2 separate regions of the Mus musculus genome follow, and region 1 is linked to region 2. The links are chromatin contacts, called in public Hi-C maps. All regions are on one chromosome and are shown on one strand. Each heading gives the region's core, a stretch centred on a gene start, on an enhancer-like site or on the middle of the called end of the contact. The rest is flanking DNA. Distances are from core to core; before and after follow the strand shown. Region 1 overlaps Slc2a13 (solute carrier family 2 (facilitated glucose transporter), member 13). Region 2 overlaps Kif21a (kinesin family member 21A).

What was found. A called contact is a pair of places that touch in the nucleus more often than the background predicts.
Region 1: a Hi-C map of liver shows a contact between it and region 2, with 3 times the contacts expected there. The contact joins two enhancer-like sites. A contact is called at or near these places in 38 of 484 Hi-C or Micro-C datasets (3T3-L1-derived adipocytes, the AML12 cell line, the C2C12 cell line and 23 more) and 4 of 115 datasets of contacts at active chromatin or transcription factors (the NIH/3T3 cell line, embryonic basal ganglia, fibro-adipogenic progenitors and 1 more).

The regions. Positions count from the first base shown.
Region 1 is chr15:91,281,414-91,286,653 of GRCm38.p6, reverse strand. The region is part of intron 7 of Slc2a13 (solute carrier family 2 (facilitated glucose transporter), member 13); the gene reads left to right. Among named protein-coding and RNA genes, the nearest start is that of CN725425, 85 kb to the right of the region's middle. Within about 2 kb of position 3,538, at least 22 of the 459 cell types and tissues checked have an H3K27ac peak or open chromatin away from gene starts, as enhancers often do. A contact at or near this core is called in beige adipocytes and liver, where this site is marked.
Region 2 is chr15:90,990,105-90,995,405 of GRCm38.p6, reverse strand. It overlaps Kif21a (kinesin family member 21A), which reads left to right. Exons shown (of 37, transcript NM_001109040.2): 5 at 931-1,065; 6 at 1,538-1,705; 7 at 3,581-3,696. Among named protein-coding and RNA genes, the nearest start is that of Gm52216, 36 kb to the left of the region's middle. Within about 2 kb of position 2,780, at least 60 of the 459 cell types and tissues checked have an H3K27ac peak or open chromatin away from gene starts, as enhancers often do. A contact at or near this core is called in beige adipocytes and liver, where this site is marked.

The sequences.
Region 1 (5,240 bases), core at 2,289-4,788, 290 kb before region 2:
GAGACTCAATGATGTCTTTTTCCCAGAAAGTTAAAACCCTCCCAGCTCGCTTGTCCCGCATAGGCGTTTTTGCGTGCACATCGTTTGTTACGCCAGCCTTGAGGAGTGGAGTTTTCAGTCTCTCCCACTGGCTTCTTTTATGGCATGATGTGACATCACTCTGCCTCACTGACTGGGATCAGAATGACTGAGCCAACTATCACTGACTCTTCCTTGGCCTGAGAAACCTTTCCCATTTGTCTGCTTAGATTCTGTGCATTTTTTTTTTCATACTTAGAGTGTATGAATGACTGGTACAAATTCTTGGTGCCGCAATTTATATATAAGTCTAAATTTAAAAATAAAAATAAAAAACTTTTAGCTCTGTCTCTAATGCTTTGAATTTACCCACATCATTGATACAATTGCTTAGGAATTTTAAAGGTCTCTTTTGTGCTAGAAAAAAAACAAAACAAAACAAAACTAAAGAAAGACTGTCATTTTCCCCCAAATTGCTTTTATGTAACAATCCTAGGCAGAAAAAAAAAAGTACAAAACCAAATACAATGTGGGCAGATAAGGCACTAGGGAACTTTTTGTGCTTTCTTTAGCATGGTGTGCCTGTCACAAGTGAGGGGCTCATACTGTGGTCATCTGTAGACCTGTAATTAGAGTTTAAAGGCTGTACAACTGCTGTTAACATAAAGGATTCTATTTTTTAGTTTTAGGTTTTTTGTTTTGTTTTGTTTTTATTAGATGTTTTCTTTATTTGCTTTGCAAATTTTATCCCCCTTCCTTATTTCCCCTCTGAACCTCCTTATTACATCCCCCCTCCATCTGCTCACCAACCCACCCACTCCTGCCTCCCTATCCTGACATTTCCCTACACTGGGGCATGCTTTCTTCATGGTCTACAGTGGTCGGTTACCAGCAGAACAGAGAGGTATCACACAGGCTCTATAGCAAGTCAGAGATGACTAGATTACAGCGGTGAATAACTTGCCTATGACAGCTACATGAAGTCCTATGCACCAGAAATAAAACGAGGAAATCACCTCATTAATGAATACACTCTGTTCCTTTCCCAAAGTCAGATTCAAGAATGTTTCCTCTTTGGAGAAGAGAGAAAAAGCTCTAAGGTTTTCAATATGTAAAAAAAAAAATGTGAGGTTATGCGTTTTAAATATGTGCTGTGTTTCTCTTCTGCCCCCTTCTGTACAATACACCATTAAACCAAGTACATTTGTTGTGAATAGAATGGTCCGGGAGGCTCGTCCTGGGTAGGAGGGCAGGGGTGTGTTCTCAGGGGTAAGGGCAGCCAGAGCCCTGTATTTGCTTAATTCCTCTCCTGGCTTCTTGATTTAAAACTGTCAAATCTGATGGGGGAGACAACTGTCCCATGCTTTCCATGTCTTCAGACAGTGATTAATTTGTTAACGCAGTGTTGAAGGAGTATGGGGCTTTGGCAAGCCAGGAAAGCTCACTGGTTTATCTGGGCTGTGTCAGGCTTCAGTCTGGTCATTCTGCAAGTGGATATTCATCCCCACGCAGCCAGAAAAGTTGTCCCTTTTACTTAGTCTTTATTTTTTTTGTCTCCTACAAAATAGCGGGCATATGACATTTTCCGGTGTGAATATTACGGTACAGGGCTCACCGTCAGCTTTACGTCCTATGCCTGATGGGCCCGTGCTCTATCCTCCACGCGCCCTCCATTCATTGGATCATCTTTTCTGACTTTGCGCCAGGATGATACGGGCTCGAGCCCTGGCACAGCACAGCTTCTACCGTGCTCGTGTGTCTGCCTGCCTGATCTTTTCAGGAGCGCCCAGTGGTACTAGCAGTGGCTAGGACTTTCTTGCAGAGCGGAGGTGACACGCAGCCCCGCGGTGTTCAGAACACACATCTTGGCTCTGCGGTTGAAATGTCTCGTGTCTGGGCTGTGAAGGTCCAGAGTGATATCACAGCCTCAGTCATTAGCTGTCTATGCGCTTCTGAATCTATGTCTCTACCAGATCGGTGCCTCGGCGCGCCTTCCCGACATCCGCTCAGGGATGACAGACAGTGACAGGCTCTCTCTCTGTTCACCCTGGCAGTAAAAGCTGTGCTGACCAACACACCGTTCCCCTTAAAATACACAGACTTTGAGCAAAGCACTGTGGTGAGAAAAATAGCAAATAGAGGTTTTCAGGAAATGTCCGTTGATTGTGAGCATCGCCCACCCCTGCCCCCAGCCCCACCCCCACCCCTCCAGGAGCCTGTCTGCCTGAAGCCTTTATTCCTGTCTTTTCCTTCTCTCTTGGCTTCATTTCCTTCTTCATTACTTCCTTACCGGCAGAATAACTCAAAACGTGTTGTCTCTGGCGAGAAGTTAAGGTGGAGGGTATTGAGTGGAAGATTTTCACCAGGAGATGTCAACTGTTGCTTTCTGCTCATAACCCTGTAAACACACGAGCCTCATTCACTGCTCAGTGACTGCTCAGCTCCACGGAGAGCTGTGCTGCCTAGAGGTTAAGATTTTTTTAAAAAATATACTTCATTCTCTTTATATCCCAGTCTCTGCACCCCAGTACCCCCTCACACAGTCCCTTCCCCATCCCCTATTCCCTTCTCCACTGAGAGGGTAAAGGTGCCCCCTTGGTATCCCCGCTACTCTGTTACATCAAGTCTCTGCAGGTCTAGGCACATTCTCTCCCCACTGAGGCTAGACAAGGCAGCCCACTTATGGGAATGTATTCCACAGACAGGCAACAGCTTTAGGGATAACTCCCACTCCATGTTGGGGGACCCACATGAAGAACAAGCTGCACATCTGCTATATATATATATATATATATCAGGGTGGGGGAGCTAGCTCCAGCTTGTGTATGCTATTTCCTTGGTTCAGTCGCCGAGAACCCCCAAGGGTCAGGGTTAGTTGGCACTGATGGTCTTCCTGTGGAGTTCCCATCCCCCTTTGGGCCCGAAATCCTTCTCTAGCTCTTCTATAAGAGTCCCCAAGCTCCACCCAATGTTTGGCTGTGGGTGTCTACATCCATTTTAGTCAGCTGCTGCTTGAAGCCTCCCAGAGGACAGTTATGCTAGGCTCCTTTCTACAAGCATCACAGATTATTATTAATAGTGTCAGAGATTGGTGCTTGCCCATGGGGTGGGTCTCAAGTTGGGCTGGTTATTGGTTGGCCATTCCCCCAGCCTCTGCTCCATCCCCTGTCTCTTATTTCTTGTAGACAGGATAAACTTGGAGTCAAATGTTTTGTGGGAACATTGGTGCCCTACTTTTAAAAATGGCTCTTAAATGCTATAACTTTTCTTCTAGCCCACCACCCACCAGGGGTAGTGGAAAAGAAAGGTTATTAAGATATGGAGGGTGTAGACCTGTTTAGAAATTGTTCGTTGGAGCAAATCCCATCTATTTTGTTAGGAGAGCAGCAGTTCAGTTCATAGGAGTCAGCAGTGGCAGCTCAAGCCACTCGCAAACACTTCACGGATATCCCAGCAGTCCAGTTCAGTAGTGTCGGGACAGCAAACACACATCAGCAGCGGTTGCACAACTTAGCAGAAACAGCCAGGCCTCAGCCAAGTGGCATGCGTTAGCAGGAGAAGTTATGCCAGGAGAAGTTCTTGGCTGTGCTGCTCTCAATGAAGTGAAGATCAGTGAAGACCCAAGACCAAGAAGTGTCGCAAAGCTAGCTAGGCAAGCAAGCCAAGCCTCTGTCACTGTCAGTTGAGTCCTATTTATACTCCCTCCAAACATTGTGTAACCAACCTCCATGGGTCTTGCCTCACCATGTGTCTAGCCTCAGCACCTAAGTCTGTCTTAGCAAAACTCCACGTGAATCTGTGTCAGCTGACATCACTCTGTGAATCGGCCCCAGTCCACAGAAGCAGCAAAATACTGCAGGAAGCTCACAAGAAGGTTTTTTGTTTGTTTTTGTTGTTGTTTGTTTGTTTTGGTTTGTGTGTGTGTGTGTGTGTGTGTGTGTGTGTGTGTGTGTGTGTGTGTGTTTCTCATTATGGAGTTATGACAAACGGAGCTTAACAACACAATGTAAGGCAAACCAATCATGCATGCCTTTAGTGAGGAATCCTTTATCACCTGTCCTTTCCAGTGCTTGCTTTAGCAAAACATACTTTCATCGGTGTCTACTTCAGGAAAACAATCCTTCCTGAGTTTGCCCCAGCAAAACACCATCCAACATAAATGACTCTCCTAAGAAACCAAAATTGTCTGCTTCGGATTCATATTTATCTCCTCACAAAACTCAAATCTAAATGGATCAAGAACCACAATGTAAGACACGAATCTGACAGGAGACAAAGCAATGGATAGGCTTGAAACAAACCACTGGCAGAGATTAGGTAGGTAGGTAGGTAGGTAGGTAGGTAGGTAGGTAGGTAGGTAGATAGATAGATAGATAGATAGATAGATAGATAGATAGACAGACAGACAGACAGACAGACAGGCAGGCAGGCAGACAGACAGACAGACAGACTGACCTTTCTAAACAGGACACCTAAAGCACAGACACTAAGAAAAACAATAAATAAGGTGTCATAAAACTAAAAAGGCAAAGTGACAGCCTACAGAATGGGAAAAGACCTTTATTAATTACACATCCGATAGATGGTTAGTGTATAAAATATATGAAGAACTAAAAACACCGAACATCGAGGAAACAAATGATTTAGTTACAAATAGGGCACAAATCTCAGCAGAGTATTCTCAAAACATGAAACCGATATGGTTGAGCATTACTTAAAGAAACGCTCAACGTGCTTAGACATAAGGGAAATGCAAAGTCAAACTACTTTGAGACTTCACTGTACCCCAGTCAGAATGGCCAAGATCAATAAAACAAAAGACAACTCATGCTGGCTAGGATGCAGTGAGAAGGGAACGTGTACTCCACTTCTGCTGGGAGTGCAAATTTGTACAGCCTCTGTGGAAATCAGTGAGGCGGTGCCTAGGGAAGCTGGGAATTGGATTCACCCCAAGATCCAGCTACATCACTGCTTGGCATGTACCAAACAGACTCTGCATCTTACTCCAGAGACGCTTGCTCTTCTGTGGTTATTGCTGCTCTATCCAGAATAGCCAGAAATTCAAAACTGCCTACATATCTATTAACTAATGCAAAAATAATGAAAACATGGTATGTATATGTCTTAGTTAGGGTTTTACTGCTGTGAACAGACACCATGACCAAGGCAAGTCTTATAAAAAACAACATTTAATTGGGGCTGGCTTACAGGTTCAGAGGTTC
Region 2 (5,301 bases), core at 1,531-4,030:
TGGCTTTCGTTCAGTACAACGGAGTTAAAAATCTTGTCTGCCTTCTTTGTGCTTTTTCCCCCCCTAAAAGAACATCATTATAAAAGTATGAGAGTCCTAGCAAGATGTGTCAGGTGCCTTCTTTGTGCTTTTTCCCCCCCTAAAAGAACATCATGATAAAAGTATGAGAGTCCTAGCAAGATGTGTCAGGAACCTGGTGCCCACATGATGGAAGGAAAACCAATCCCCAAACTTCCAAATGTTGCTGTCTGATCCTATGCATGTACTATGTCTGACGCGTGTGCACACACACTGACATATGAATTGATGCCAAAATGAATTTAATGGAATACTGTTGCTAACTCCTTAGCATAACGTTTGTGTCTTGCTAATTCTTTACCATAACAACACCGAGAGAGGCCGTCATCCTTGGCAGATGATGTCTGAAGTTGGGTGCAGTGTGTGTACAGCTCACATGCCAGAGCTACAGAGGGCTAAACTGTGCTGAAGTACGAGGTTGTAATCCATTCGTTCTTTGCTCGTGAGGTTTAGGATTGTGTCTTGGCTTTTATAGGGACGCATTTAAGAAAAAAATAATAATCTTAAAAAAAATGAGAAGAAAAAACTCAAACAGGGACGCCTAACTGATTCGGATTACTGTGGAGTCCGTCGTCCCAAAGCCTTCTACTGTAACAGTTTGGAGTGGAAGCTGTAAATGTCAGCATAGGACGGACAATGGGACTTAGTGTTTTCTCCTAGTCAAAAAAAAAAAAAAAAAAAAGGAGAGTGCACCATTGTACTGAGAAGTTCAGCTGAGATGGGCCTATAACAAAAAGATAGGATGAGAGATCTTCCTTTATGTCCGTCAGCACAGTGGGTTTTAGCCGGCAGCTCAGCCAGAAGGTTGGCTGGTGCCTGTGTGTCAAGTGAAGCTTCTCTTCCCCGTTGCAGATGATGCAGTGTCTGAAGCTGGGCGCTCTCTCGCGCACCACGGCCAGCACCCAGATGAACGTACAGAGCTCTCGTTCACACGCCATCTTTACCATTCACGTGTGTCAAACCAGAGTGTGTCCCCAAACAGATGCTGTGAGTTCATTTTTCTTGTTTCTTAAACATTTTGCCTTTAGATCAGTACATCCTATGCACCTCTGGAGAGGCGTTTGATCCAGTTTTATTTGATTTTATTTGATTTTTTTTCTTCCTCTTAGTTTCCTTTTGTTGTTGTTGTTGTTATTTATTTAAAGGAAGCTGACCAATTGTGTAAGACTTTGGAAAACAAACAAAAATACTGAATATCTGTTTGTTATGACCAAGTGGAGGGGTCATCCTCTAGGCTCTTTGTGGTTAGGGCTGTTTTGTCTATTTTCCTTCATCAGCAGAGCCTTAGTTCAGTACAGCTGGAGATTGCTGTCCAAACTTTTTCTCTGATGTTTTCATTTATGCTTGCATGGCTATGCCACTGTTTCTCCAGCTGTGCAAGGGGGCAGATGTGGACAAGGTTACAGGGTGTTTGATGTCACATTAATGAGGAATCTTCGATTATCTTCCGCCATCCCAGGAGAACGCAACTGATAATAAGCTGATCTCCGAATCGTCGCCAATGAATGAGTTTGAGACGCTGACGGCGAAGTTTCACTTTGTTGATCTGGCGGGATCGGAAAGACTGAAGAGAACCGGAGCTACAGGCGAGAGAGCAAAAGAGGGCATTTCCATCAACTGCGGGCTTGTAAGACCACAAGAGACACGTGCCCTCTCTGCTGTCCCTCTCTGTTTAGCTTGGTTGGTTTGGTGATCATTAAGTAGTGCAGGCTCGCCTCACAATGATTCTCCTGCCTCAGACTTTGCCATCCTGGAGTTATAGACATACATTATCAGGGCCAGCTTCCTTTTCTCTACTGTATTCACAATATATCTCATGGAAATCCTCACTGTCTTGAAGGCTAAAGCAACAGTAATACATTGACCTTCTGACCACACTGTCTGTTATCCCACCCCCACGTCGCGGGCTTTCTTATGTCTTAGTTTGGCTCGCTCAACCTTTCTAGTATGTGCAAAAGCTGACAGATGGGAACAATGTTTTTAAACTTCTTTCCACACTTGAAAACATACATTCAAAGCAAGCCCTTAAAGTTAAGTATTTCCTTGGACAAGACACAAAGGTCACCTTGGTTGACATTTTGTGACACTGGTTTTATTGACTGTGTGGATCATTGGAAAGCTTTTTAACAGTTTATTTTTATTATGTCTTTGTATCTCAGAGTCTGATCTATTTTGTTGGAATTTTGTCCAGAGTCCAGAGATTTATCCATTTTTTTTTTTTTTTTACAAAATAGTTTGTATTAGGAATTAACTTTAATGCTCTGCCACCTAGTGGTATTTTGATAGGCAAACGCCTTGTGGTTGAGTTAGCAGAAGGTTTCATTATGTGCAAGAAAATATTTTAGAACACTCTTTTGCATGCCTTTCCTTCTTGCTCTCCTCATTATAGTATTAGACATCTGTTCCCGTGTAAGGAACAGCACTGCTAAATTCCTGTAATGGTGACACCTGGTCATATGCTTCTACTTGGACCCTTCTTGTCCTGCAGTGGGACCTCCAAACTTTAGGGGTTTTGTTTGTTTGTTTTTAACCAGTGCCCATTGATCCCAGTATGATTACATTTCTGTTAGGAACTGTCCAGTGAAGCTTATTAGAGAGACCCTAATCTCCCAATATCAAGGCCCTCATGGACAGGCTCCCTCGTAGTCAGGCCTGAGCCCTACACTTTGAATGTTGTCTCGGATGGATTAGGACACGTGTCCCGAAAGGGACAAAATCCATTGCTCAATTTCCCGTCGAGGCTGTTGAACTTTGGTGTGGCCAGTACTGAATTCCGTAGATTCTGGAAAAAGAGGCCGAGATACAGTATGACTCATGCCACTTGCTGGATGGTGACTTGGCCCTGACAGTCCGTGTTTCTGGTTGTCTCGTGACTGAAAGCTGATATGATTAGTGTGGGGAATGCGTTCCTCGTGGAGTCCAGCCCGTTCACGGCAGGAAAGTATAGCTATAGAGATATTAATGATTTACCTTTTATAACGTTGGATATTGAACACATATCATGTCATATATATATATATATATATATATATATATATATATATATATATATTTCTAAAGTATTACTTGTGTAGTGAATCCTTGCTCAGGGAAATGACACTAATATTTTCCTTGTGGCTATGAGAAGTATTAGCCACATAGACCATTTGTATTATAGCAGGAAACTTTCAAGGAGCTGGGGACTTGCTAAACGTTTGATTTAAATTGAGAAAAACTCATAATACGAATGAGTAGTTCCCTGAAGATGTAACCTGAGCTCCAGGCATGGTCAGACTTAGTCAGTCTTTAAACATTTCTGTTTTAAGGGAAAATCTCTGGACTCTAAGGGCTATGAGTAACACATGTGTTACTGAGCTTACTTGTATTTGGAAATACAAATGTGAATTAAATCCAAACACGGGGTTCTTAATTTTTATCTTGTTTCCTACAGGCTGTCCTTATTAGTTAAAAGCGCTCTAGTTAATAAGCATATGATTTTCCCCTCTCTCCTTTTCTCTGTCAGTTGGCTCTTGGGAATGTAATCAGCGCCTTGGGGGACAAGAGCAAGAGAGCCACCCATGTCCCTTACAGAGACTCTAAGCTGACAAGACTCTTGCAGGATTCCCTTGGGGGTAACAGGTATGTGTTCATCCGTGTTCTAGGTTTAGATTGCATACAATTTTTAAGGTGTTATCTGTAAGATGATTTATAAGAACTGCTTTTATTTTAAAGCAAATGAATAGGGCAAAAAAGTGACAGATACCTAAAATGTGTAAATCATTTTATACATAATAATTCTGGTAGTACTTATAATATTCTTTGGGTAGTGCTGATATTACTATTTTATTGACGAGTTAAAGTTGGGAAAGTTTGGTGATTTATTGAACACCGTATAAGTTTTAAAGGAAATCAGCAATACATGCTTGTTCTACAGTAGTGTAGCTTCTCATTTGCATACAGGAGAGGCCACAAGAATTTTGTTGGTAATAAATGAAACCTTCTAAATTACCACAAAGTCGTTTAAATATTATTGACAGTTTCTCACAAAGTCTAAGGTCGGAACTTGTTTTGTTATGCTGGAAAAGTTGTCAGAAAATGTCAGTTGGATAAAATGCAGGGCGTTTGCTGACGAGCTGTTGGATTCTGTGCTCTCTTACCCTCTAACCCTTTGCACTGGAGGACTTCATGGCTAAACATTTCCTTCTGCTACACAGTCCCTTCTTTCTCCTCCATTGACTGTGTAAATGGAAACTTTTGGGTTTTTGGCATTTGAATTCATTCATAGCCTATTTCAACAAGTTAAACACGCTCCGCACATTTCCTTGATTATGCTTTTAGTGGTCTAAAAGTCATGTTTATTGAGTAGAGGCCACACAATGAACAATCTGGGAATTACGTCTCTTTTTGGACTGCAATTTTTTAAAAAAGACTTTTGAATAATTTTGAATTTAGGTTTAAAATCAGTTTGCCTTAGAAAAAGATCTGTGTAATCCAGCAGCGTTTTAAAATATCTCTTCCTTTTATGTAATCTTGGCATGGTCTTCTTTCTCTTTAGATGTATTGCATGTTTGAATGCAATATGGCTTCCTTTGTTGCATATTTTAAAACCTGTTTTTAGTATTTTCCGTATGTTTTTCAGGATCAATCTAGTTTCATAACAAAGTAAAAATTGTTTTTGAGCCCAATGAACATTTTCTAATTTCCTTCCTTCCCTTCCCTTCCCTTCCCTTCCCTTCCCTTCCCTTCCCTTCCCTTCCCTCCCCCTCCCCCTCCCCCTCCCCCTCCCCCTCCCCCTCCCCCTTCCTTCCTTCCTTCCTTCCTTCCTTCCTTCCTTCCTTCCTTCCTTCCCTCCCTCCCTCCCTCCCTCCCTCCCTCCCTCCCTCCCTCTCTCTCTTTCTTTCTTTCTTTCTTTCTTTCTTTTGTTTTCCTTTTTTGCTTTTGAGACAGGGTCTTTCTGTATAGCCCTGGCTGCCCTGAGACTTCCTATGTTAGACCAAGGCTGACCTTGAGCTCACAGAGATCTACTTGCCCCCGCCTCCCAAGGGCTGGGGTTAAAGGTGTGCCCCACCACACTCAGCCCTCAGCCCTGTGTTCCTTTAAAGGTACAATTCTATAACTTGAACTGTGAAACGAGGCAGATCAGATGCATGTCTGCCCCTTACACATTTATATAGTTTGAATATTTTACCCCCTTGAGAGGTTGTTTGTTCTGCAAGCGTGCTGGGCTGTTCTCACTGTGGCTGG